Regions from separate parts of the Sus scrofa genome. Here region 2 is linked to region 1. Evidence: chromatin contacts called from public Hi-C data. All regions are on one chromosome and are shown on one strand. Each heading gives the region's core, a stretch centred on a gene start, on an enhancer-like site or on the middle of the called end of the contact. The rest is flanking DNA. Distances are from core to core; before and after follow the strand shown.

The links. A called contact is a pair of places that touch in the nucleus more often than the background predicts.
Region 2: a contact with region 1 is called in a Hi-C map of skeletal muscle, with 6 times the contacts expected there. The contact joins two enhancer-like sites. A contact is called at or near these places in 3 of 47 Hi-C or Micro-C datasets (embryonic fibroblasts, heart right ventricle and skeletal muscle).

What each region holds. Positions count from the first base shown.
Region 1 is chr7:26,459,815-26,465,201 of Sscrofa11.1, reverse strand. All of the region lies in intron 10 of TINAG (tubulointerstitial nephritis antigen), which reads left to right. Among named protein-coding and RNA genes, the nearest start is that of TINAG, 60 kb to the left of the region's middle. Within about 2 kb of position 3,626, at least 4 of the 83 cell types and tissues checked have an H3K27ac peak or open chromatin away from gene starts, as enhancers often do. A contact at or near this core is called in skeletal muscle, where this site is marked.
Region 2 is chr7:26,820,091-26,825,459 of Sscrofa11.1, reverse strand. It overlaps the pseudogene LOC106504380. Among named protein-coding and RNA genes, the nearest start is that of MLIP, 21 kb to the right of the region's middle. Within about 2 kb of position 3,894, at least 7 of the 83 cell types and tissues checked have an H3K27ac peak or open chromatin away from gene starts, as enhancers often do. A contact at or near this core is called in skeletal muscle, where this site is marked.

The DNA.
Region 1 (5,387 bases), core at 2,377-4,876:
TTTTTAAACAAATTTTATTGGAGTATCGTTGATTTACAATGTTGCACCAGAGTCATGTTTACAGCTAAGTGGATCACTTATAGATAAACGTATACCCATTCTCCCCCCGCCCCATCCATAGGTTATCATAGAACATTGCTCTCTACAGTAGGTCCTTGTTAGGTATCTATTTCGTATATAGTCATGTTTGTACGTTAATCCCATCCCCCTAATTTATCCCTCCCTCTCCCATGGTTTCCCCTTTGGTCATCTTAAATTTAATTTTGACATCTTCAAGTTTCTGTTTTATAAATAAGTTCTTTTGTATCATATTTTATCAGCTTTCACACATAAATGATATCAGAGGATATTTGCCTTTTAGTCCATCTTGCTCACCATCATGAGCTTTCTCTTTCTGTGGCTGCCGAGAGTTCTTCCTCTGCCAGACTTTCCATGTTTTCTCCATGAATTCACGAGATGTGGCTACGGGCATTATTTCTTGTTCTTCACTCAAGTATGCCCTCTACTCTTGGTATCGTTTACAAATTACTCCAGGACCACCATCTCTGTCCTCTTCACAGCTCTTAATGATTCTACCCATTTCCTCCTTCTCCTGGTCCTACTTTTTATCGCTTGTGTTAATTGCTTCTTAGACACTAGTTCCAGTTTGGCCACTTACCACCTAATTTTGAAATGTTACCTAACCTCTTTGGGCCTCATTTGCCTTATCTGTGAGACAAAGACATTGGATTAGTGTCAGCTTAATTTTAGAGGCTGTATGATCTCAACTCTGCTGTATCTAGACAAAGAAAACATGTAAATGAATGAGCCTGATGGTTCCATGAAATGTTATTTACAAAAACAGGCTGCGGGCCAGATTTAGCCTGTGAGTCATCTACTCCAACTCCTGAAGTCTCCTTTCAGTGCTAAGATTTTATAAGAAAATAGAAAGCCATTTCTATTCCTAAAATCATAAGACTAAAGTTTACCCTCAAACTGTATCTTCATTAGACACACTTAATTAAATATCATTGATGATGATGGATAATATTGGCCCTGCAGTCTCTCTCCCTCCAGTACATCTTACATGGTGTGAACATCTAAACACAGAGTCTGTTGGTATAGTCAAGGCAGAGGAATAATTCCCAGTTTTACAGCAAATCATTCTGACCAGAGCATAAACTGTCTACACTTTTGTCATCAATTTCCTCCATAATCCATTTTATAGGTCAAATTAAATGTGATAGTATACTTAGAAATCTTCTTGCTTCTTGAAATATTAGGATAGGGTAGTGTAAGAAATATACCAGAACCGGAGTTCCCGTCATGGTGCAGCAGAAATGAACCTGACTAGGATCCATGAGCTTGTGGGTTTGATCCCTGACCTCACTTAGCGGGTTAAGGATCCAATGTTGCCATGAGCTGTGGTGAAGGTCGCAGGTGCATCTTGGATCTGGCATTGCTGTGGCTCCGGTGTAGGCTGGTAACAACAGCTCTGATTCGACCCCTAGCCTGGGAACCTCCATATGCCATGGGTGGGGCCCTAAAAAAAAAAAAGAAATACGTCAGAACTCAATAAATTGCATTGTTTCAATGATTAATTAATATGAGGGGCACACAATACACAAAATCTTCTCTGACATGTTTCTACCAAAAAATGATCTTTCATTAATAGTCATCTTCTTTAATCGGTGATAAAATCTGCAGCTTCTTGGCAGCGTATATCAATAAAAGTACCCAGTCTTAGATTCGGTGAACTCTGTTTTGATGTACATGGTTTTTCAGTAGAAAATGAAGGGGGATGGGGAAAGCTTCATTTCATTTTGCTTTCCCATGCAGTCTATTTTCATTCGTCTCTGATCTGTCATTGATCAGTACTCTGTGATAGTTCTCCATCCTATTCAACACTGCTATGCTCACTTAGCCTGAGTATTTTTTTAAATGAAATTACTGTCTTCGCCAGAACATTCCTAAGATAACACAAGCCTGCATATCATTGCTTTGCTTTTGATGAAGTTATCTTTCAAATCTTTGTGTGAAGGGGACCTAATAGTCTATCTACAGTCTCACTTTTAGAAGTGAAATCCTATATCCAGTGCAGTCATATCATTGTTATTGACCTAACGCTCATCTGATGCATTCTTTATACTCATATCCTATCTGACTTTCATTTCCTTAATAAGAAGGGTTGGAGTTCCATATCAGGTTCTCTTATGTATTTGTTCCCTGTTTTCCTCCAAAATTTCCTGTTCTATCATAAAATTTTTCACATGTCCACTCTTTAGAAACTTTGCTTTTTATCTGTCTGGCTCGCTGTCCACTAGCACAGAACTGCTCTGCCTAGAAAAAGAGTTTGAATTCTTGTCAGTCTATCAGGCACATACTGGGGCCCCAGAAGTAGCAAATCATCAGAAGCATGGAGACATTTTGATCTACTTGACTATAGTGTTAACATACCTACTATCAATATAAAATAAAACTTTCTTTTCTTCTTGTAACTCCAGATCCTTAGCTGAATGTGAGATATGCTTTAAAAAATTTGATTCCTAATCCATGTGATCTTGACATGTGAGCTAAAATAATAATTGTTCTTATCACAGAAAAGCTCCTGACTTGGCAGAGAGTCTTTTTTATTATTATTATTATTATTTTTTGCCTTTTTTTTTTAGGGCCACACCCACAGCATATGGAAGTTTCCAGGTTAGGGGTCAAATCAGAGCTACAGGTGCCTGCCTACACCACAGCCACAGCAACGCAGTATCCCAGCCACATCTGCAAACTTCATCACAGCTCGAGACAATGCTGGATCCTTAACCCACTGAGCGAAGCCAGGGATTGAACCTGCATCCTCATGGATCCTAGTTGGGTGTGTTAACTGCTGAGCCACGAAGGGAACTCCCTCATTATTATTATTATTATTTTAATAATTTCCTTGGTTCTTTCAGTATTTTACCTGTCAGACAGAAACCCTGAAAAGCCATGAATTCAAAGGTTAATATGCAGAACCACTATTAGTAGAGAGAACTCAAAAGGAGATGAATAAACTCTGTACTTACACTTAGGCAGTGATCAGTCCACCTGGTCATCAGGGACACATCTCTGTGCAGGGTGAGGCACGTCTCAACATTCGCTGCATTTGATGTCCCTCTCTACTCATTTAACCTTGAAATCCCGCAGTTGACCTTGACTCCTTCCCCCTTTCCATCAGTATAAATTAGCCAATAAATGCCATCCTCTTTATCTCCAAAAAAGCTCTCAAGTCTGTGCCTTCTTGTTCATTCCTATTGCCAGTGTACTTGCTCAAAAATATCTGTGGAGGGCTGCCTACGTCGCTTTTCTAGGTTGGCGACACAGCAGTTGTAAGAATGAGCAGCATTTGCTTTAGAGGGCTTTCCTTCTTATTCAGAGGGTCATCATGTCTTGCTTTAATGAAAACAGACAACATTCATCTTAAGCTTTCAATCGTCTCTCCCTGGAAACTTCCCCCGTGCTAGCACCAGAGTGGTCCCTATGAAAAACTCTCTGGATCAGGTTACATCCCATGGTTGGATGACTGTCACAACTTTGTAAATACCAAGCTTGGTAGCCTCAAGTGCTCTTTCTGAGCAGAGCCAAATCTGCTTCTCTAACTTTATTTCTGGCCGTTGCCATCGCTCCAGCCATACTGGACCAAGTGCTGCTCTAAGAATAGGCTGAGAGGAGGTTTCCAAGGCTCTCTTGTGACTTTGCCTTTATTGTACCTCAAATTCTACACTCCTGTTTCCAATTCCAGAAGAATTTCTACTCAACTCTGTGAAAGGAGTCATCTTGACCCTCCCGGTTAATTTCCTCATGTGCAACCCATAGAAAAATTGTAAAACATGATTTTATAAAAGTAGCAATTATAGAATTTAAATTATCATTATTATTTTTGTCTTTTTAGAGCCAAACCCATGGTATATGGAAGTTCCCAGGCTAGGGGTCGAATCGGCGTTATACCTGCTGGCCTACACCACGGCCACAGCATTGACAGATCCGAGCCACATCTGGACCTACACCATAGCTCATGGTATCGCTGGATCCTTGACCCACTGAGTGAGACCAGGGATTGAACCTGAGTCCTCATGGACCCTAATCAGATTTATTTCCACTGAGTCACAATGGGAACTTCTCAAATTATTTTTATACTTGTTTGTTTTTCATTTTCCAATGTCACTCCCATGAGATTATCAACTTTTTGAAGGCAAAAGAAGTATTTTCTTTGTACTAAACAAGTTTGCACATGAAAAAAGATGAATACACAGTGATATACTAGAGATTCTGTGCTTTTGTTTTCCAAAGTGATTATTTATGTGAATATATATATTACTTTAAAAAGTTGTATATTCAATTTTCTCTTACTTACCATTTCTAATATGATCACCACTGGATCTATGGACCTCAATGGCAAAATCAAACAAAACCAAGGGAGAGGAAAAAAAATTTTTAATCTTATACGAAGTACTTATTCAGTTCCAATGATTTTACTGTCTCGACAGAGCTCAAAATAGGGTTTTAAGAAGTCTACAATTGTTTAGCACAGTTATCTGAAAAGAACAGTATCTTTTTAAAAATGAAGATGCATAAAGATAGCCGTAACCTTAGCCGTACAATATCTTACATCATTCTTTAATGCTTTACTCTGCAGAATGTATGGTCTCTCCAAGAAATATTTCGTAAAAGAGTAGTATTCCAGAACTACCTGAAAACGAGGATATAAGATGAATCCGGAAGGAGAGGCTCAAATGCTCATGTGCTTGAAGTGAGAGCTGTGTCCATAGGCTCAGTGTGGGAGTTATCGGTCCTCAGGCATCCCCAGGGAATGTGGTCCATGGACTATGAAGTTCCCGGATTTTTCAATACCAGAATTTCCTCAGGAGTCACTGAGCAAATAGTGGAAACAATTTAATTTAACCATGTAGAAAATAATGGAAAGAACAGTGCAAGTTCATATGACGTTGAATCCCTTGAGGTAAAACAAGCCACTATTAAGGTCTCTCCAGCTTATAAACCTGTGGTACAGTGGTTTTAGATGAACAAGGTTAAGGAAGCAGTCTTGGCAGAGGAGTGTCAAAGCTCTGGTCCATCTAAACAAATGCTTGTGACTAGTCCTCAAATCGAGGCGGGATAAGGGATGGAAAGAAGAGTATCAAGCGTGAATACCAACGAGAGACAAATACGAATGAGCAAATATGAACAAGAGACACAAAGACACCTGATGTCTACGAGATGATATTCGTGAAAAAAATAAGCTTATTTCTAAAATTTTCAGCCTGTGGTAAAAGTCGAATACCACAATTCAGGAAAGCACATTATATATTATACACATAGTATATAGTATATAACACATATAATTATATTATATTATATTATTATTATTACATATTGGG
Region 2 (5,369 bases), core at 2,645-5,144, 360 kb before region 1:
CACCACTAGATGGCACTGTGCTCCAGGACTGAAAAGCAGGCTGGCCAGGAAATGCAATGTCTTGGCTTTCTCGGTGGACTAAATTTTTCAAGTACTGCTATCATTTTTGAGCATACAAACCTGAGATATATCATCTACTTATGTTATATACCTAATACTGAAATAATATATTATGTCCATCGTAAGACATACACATAGAAAAATTGAGGCATAAAAGGCTATGATGAAAATTAAATGGAAGCCCTAGGATCTTTCCTGCACTCTGTTAGATTGTTTTGGGGCTGTGTGCACCCCACTTTGAAGAATGTGGGTCTGTTTCATGATTTTGATAATGAATATGAAGTAACACTGAAAAAATAATAAAACATTTTATTACCCACATATATTAAAATAGGCATTGCAGTTCCATGTCAATTTATTTAAAGTACTGAAATAAAAGACTAAAATGAGAGAGTCAAGACTTGGTTTCTTGGAGAATTTTTTTTTTTTGCTTTTTAGTGCCGCACCCATGGCATTTGGAGGTTCCCAGGCTAGGAGTTGAATCAAAGATATAGCTGCTGGCCTACACCACAGCAACACCAGGATCCAAGCCGTGTCTGTGATCTACACTACTGCTTAGGGCAACGCCAGATCCTTAACCCACTGAGCGAGGCCAGGGATTGAACCTGCGTCCTCTTTGTGGATGCTAGTCAGATTCATTAACTGCTGAGCCACGACTGGCACTTCTGCTTGGAGATCTCTATAGTTTTCTATTTCAAACCAGATTTGGTCTAATATATCAGAGTCATGAATGAGTTAAAAACAGCAGACCAAGTACTATGGGATTTTTTTTTTCTCTGTTGTGTATTTTGTTGTTTAAAAATCAAAGACATCAAAAACTTTGAAAAGTAGCAACAAACAAAACAAAGCAAGCAAAAAAAAAAAAAAAAAGGATATAAATGATATAAACAGATTAGAGGTGGTGGCCCAAGTCAAATAAATATGAAGAACTGAGTTAAAAACAAAAACAAAAAACCCCACAAATTAGGGGAATAATTCCTGACTTTTTAGAAGAATAAAGTTTCATTTTTGCCCTGATTTCACAGAATTGCCTCACAGAAGAAGGTTTTTGTTTTTTATTTTACAGAATATGATGGCTTTTTGAATTTCAGAGAACATGTGATCCTCTCTGGCCAGGTAACCCCCACTGGTCATGTGATCCCTGCTCGTCCAATCAGCTCTGGGAGAGGCGGGGCTGGCTCACAGAGAGATCTATGTGAAATCCTTTCCTGTGATTTGGGGGTGGGATCCGCTTTCGGAGAATAAGGATTATGAAATAGGCAAGCTCCCCTCCACCCACCCCATAGGTCCTATTTAGAGAAGGATAATTTCAAGTAACTGCATTTGTGCAATATTGGTTTTTATTTTTTATGTTTTGCTGCATAAAGCTTTATTGTTTCCATTTGGTCCAAGACTTGGGAGAGGGCTCCAGGGTGGTTAAAAAAGTGCCTTGTGGCTGCAGGGCGGGGGTTCTGGCAGAAGCCCAGGCACCGGAGGGCCTCCTCAAAGGCCACTGGGCTCCAGAGGCTCCTAGCTGTGCTTGAGGGTGAGACTTTCAAAGAGGTACTCGCCCAGCCCAGTCTGGGGACCAGACAGTCCACGGAGGTCGGACAGGTGGTCTCCCATCGTCTTGATGGGCTTCACCTGCTCATCCAAGAATCGGCTCTCCAGGAAGTCACAGAGATGCGGGTCCGCACGGGCAGAACCCAGGGCATGCGGATCTAGAAGAGCCTGGTTCAGGTTCTTCTCCAAGAGAATGGCAGCTTCCATAGCGTCCTGGTTTTACCCGACTCTTCTTGAGATGGCTTCTCATGTTCTGGAAGAGGGCGCTACCACTGCGCTAGTTTTACATTTTCAAGAGACGCTCTGCGCCCTCCAGCTTCTCCTCAGCCAATTTGCAGAAAAAGTGGCTCACGCTCTCCAGAGCCACATCATTGCTGTTGAAATAGAGACGCAGGGAGAGGTAGGTGTGGGAGGCCCTCAGATGCATCGATCAGGCAGTTGAGGAAGGCCTCCAATTCCGTGGAATAATTCTGACGAACCTGGGAGCTCATGGTTGATCCCTAATAAGGAGTTAAGTTCAAAAAGTAGTGTTGGCTGGTCTCAGAGACCAGAGATAGCTGAGTGGCTGATTCCGAGGGTTGCAACTGCAAAAAAAAAGGTTGGAGGGTAGTCGGAAGCTGGAGCAAGAGTCACCCCTGGGTCTTTTCTGTCCAAACACTGTTGAAGCAGGGACAGATCCTGGGGACAGCCCAGTGCACTGCCCATTTGTGCAATACTTTACATCTTTTTTTGTAAGACATATACAGTGTGATCAATAAAAAAAACAGGACTTAGGAGCCCTATGATGCTCTTCTCCCCCCCCCCCACTTTAAAAGTTTTATTGATGTATAATTGATTTAGAATGTTGTGAAAATCTCTGTGTACAACAAAGTGATTCAGCTATATGCATACACACATCCATCCATGCTTTTTCAGATTCTTTTCCCATGTAGGTTATCACAGAATATTGGGTAGAGTTCCCTGTGCTATACTGCAGCTTCCTGTTGGCCAATCGATCCATATACCACAGTGTGCGTATTTCAACCCCAAATTCTCAATTTATCTCCCCCCCCCCCCCGCCTGCCTCCTTTGGTAACCAGAAGTGTGTTTTCAGTCTGTGATTCTGTTTCTGTTCTGGAAATGAGTTTATTTGTATCCTTTTTTTTTAAGAGCCCACATATATTATCTTATGTCTTTCTCTGTCTGACTTCACTTAGTATGATAATCTCTAGGTCTGTGTTGAAAATGGCATTACTTCATTCTTTTCTTGGTTGAATAATATTCCATTGTATATATGTACTACATCTTCTGTATCTAGTCATCTGTTAACGGACATTGAGGTTGCTTCCATGTCTTGGTTATTGTAAATAGTGCTGCGGTGAACTTTGGGGTGCATATATCTTTTCAAATTAGAGTTTTTGTCTTTTCTGGATATACGTCCAGGAATGGGATTGCTGGGTGTTTTTAGTTTTATGGTGGGGTATTCTGAATGGACTTAGTTTATCAAAGTAAGGAACAGAATTTAGGGAAGAAAGGAAGCTGAGGACTTACTAAGGCCAGCAGTTTCTATTTTTCTCTCAGCCACAAACCTGGGTAAATAATAGTTTTAGATTGATAAGTAGCAATAATTTCTTTTTTGGGGTAGGGGGCGCTGCACCCGTAGCCTATGGAGATTCCCACATTAGGGGTCAGATTGGAGCTGTAGCTGCCAACCTACACCACAGACACAGCAACGCCTGATCTGCACCTCGTCTGTGATCTACACCACAGCTCATGGCAATGCTGGATCCTTAACCCACTGAATGAGGCCAGGGATTGAACCTGTGTCCTCATGGATGCCAGTCAGATTCGTTTCTGCTGAGCCACAACAGGAACTCCTGATAAGTAGCAATCATTTCTTGTTTAAAAGTCCTTGTATTAATTACTTGTCTATTAATTGAAGCACAATTTCCACAAGCTTTGGCAGTTCCACTTTGGGACACATTTCCTGTTTGCTTTGGTCCTTGGAAATTGCTGCGGAGTTGAATTGATGACCTCCTCACGGGCACTTTACTGATTGAGTCCTGGGGGTGGGTGTTTGGTCGTGTCAACTGTAGTCATTAAATCTGGAGAAAGTTACCATCTCCATGGCTTTGGGGGCTGGATTCAGCCATAACGAGGTGAATGGAGGATCCCATAGATGGTTTTTGTTTATTTACAATTCCAAACAAGGAGTAATAGAATAAGAGGCTTGATGAGTTACTTTTTGTCCCCTGGGAAGAAGCTGTCTCAGACCTGGCTGACCTGATTCTGTGGATGACTCAGCCTCTGAAGGGCGTCTCATTCCGGAAAGTGAATCATGCAAGGGTAGGAAGCCACACGTGAAACGGGGAGACAGGGCTCCCCGGAGCTGTATTTAAGCTGATGTTTTACCACATTTTCTGTCTGTAATTCCTCAGATACGGCAGTTAGGTCAAGCCAGAGAGCTGTGCTTTTCTGCTGAGGACGTGGTCACCACGTTAACATCTCTCGCCCTTGATTGTGCCATTTGGAAGATGAAATTCTTGCATTTCCCAGATTTTGAATTCAGTGTTGCCTTGGAAATGTGTTCCTCACGGCCGAGGAGGGTTAGCTGCCTGGTAGAGGGGCAGCGGAACCCAGTTCCTCTTGCCACGCACTGGCTGCCCCAGAGTAAAGTTAGCAGCCTAGGAGACCAGCCTGCTAAGGGAGATATGTCAGTCATCAAACAGTTAAAGTGCTGTTGCCCCTCTTTGCTCTATGTTATGGGGAAGTTGTCTTCGGGGAAAAGTGAATGGTCTCTCCTTTTGCTTCCCACCTCAAGGTTTCTCTGACCCTCGCTGCTTTGACATTTGCCTCTTTGTGCCTGAAGCTGTCTCGTTATATTTTGCCTCTTTTCTGCTATCTGCTCCCAGCTCTTCTTCTCTTTCTCTCTCCTTAGAGTTTCCTTTGCTTCTCTCTCATTTCCTCTCAGATTGTCTGTCACTTTGATTTTTTATAAACACACAATTATTACTAGCAGATTACAGATTCTAATAAATGATGAGGGGAAATTGAGAATAGTTTCCTTTACGAATTTTCAGATCATTCTGTGTGTATGTGACTGAAACTTATTCATTTATTGAATGCTATTTCCTTAATCCTCCTCCCTAAATGAATAACTGAAATATACTTGCTCATAGTACCTCTTGCTCAGGTATCTCTCTTGCATAAATTCTCTGATGCAATCCTTTCCAGAAAACTTTGGAATTCTTTTTTCTTTTTTTATTTTGGCTTTTTTTAGGGCTGCAGCTGCAGCATATGGAAGTTCCCTGACTAGGGGTCAAATCGGAGCAATAGCTGCCAGCCTATGCCACAGCCACTGCAACTTGGGGTCCAAGCCATGTCTGTGACCTATATACCACAGCTCATGGCAATGCTGACTCCTTAACTCACTGAGTGAGGCCAGGGATCGAACCCAAGTCCTCATGGATACTAGTCAGGTTCCTTACCATAAGAACTTCCATCTCTGGAATTCTTGAGCAGATACATTTGCGTAGATAGTATTAGGATCTTGTGAAAAAAAAAATATGCTTTTTCAAGTGTGACTGCAGGGGACCCAGAGGCCAGCAGGTGTCAGGCTCACCCAGGAAAGGATCTGAAGATGGCTTCATCATGGTTTTTCTTTAAGACTGTGTTTGCTTTTTTTGAATGAATTTTTGAAGAACCAAAGTTAGGCTCTTGTTTGTTTTAAGGCAAACTCTAGGTTGGTTTAAAGAGAAAGTGGATCATCTCACACCCAAAGTAGTATA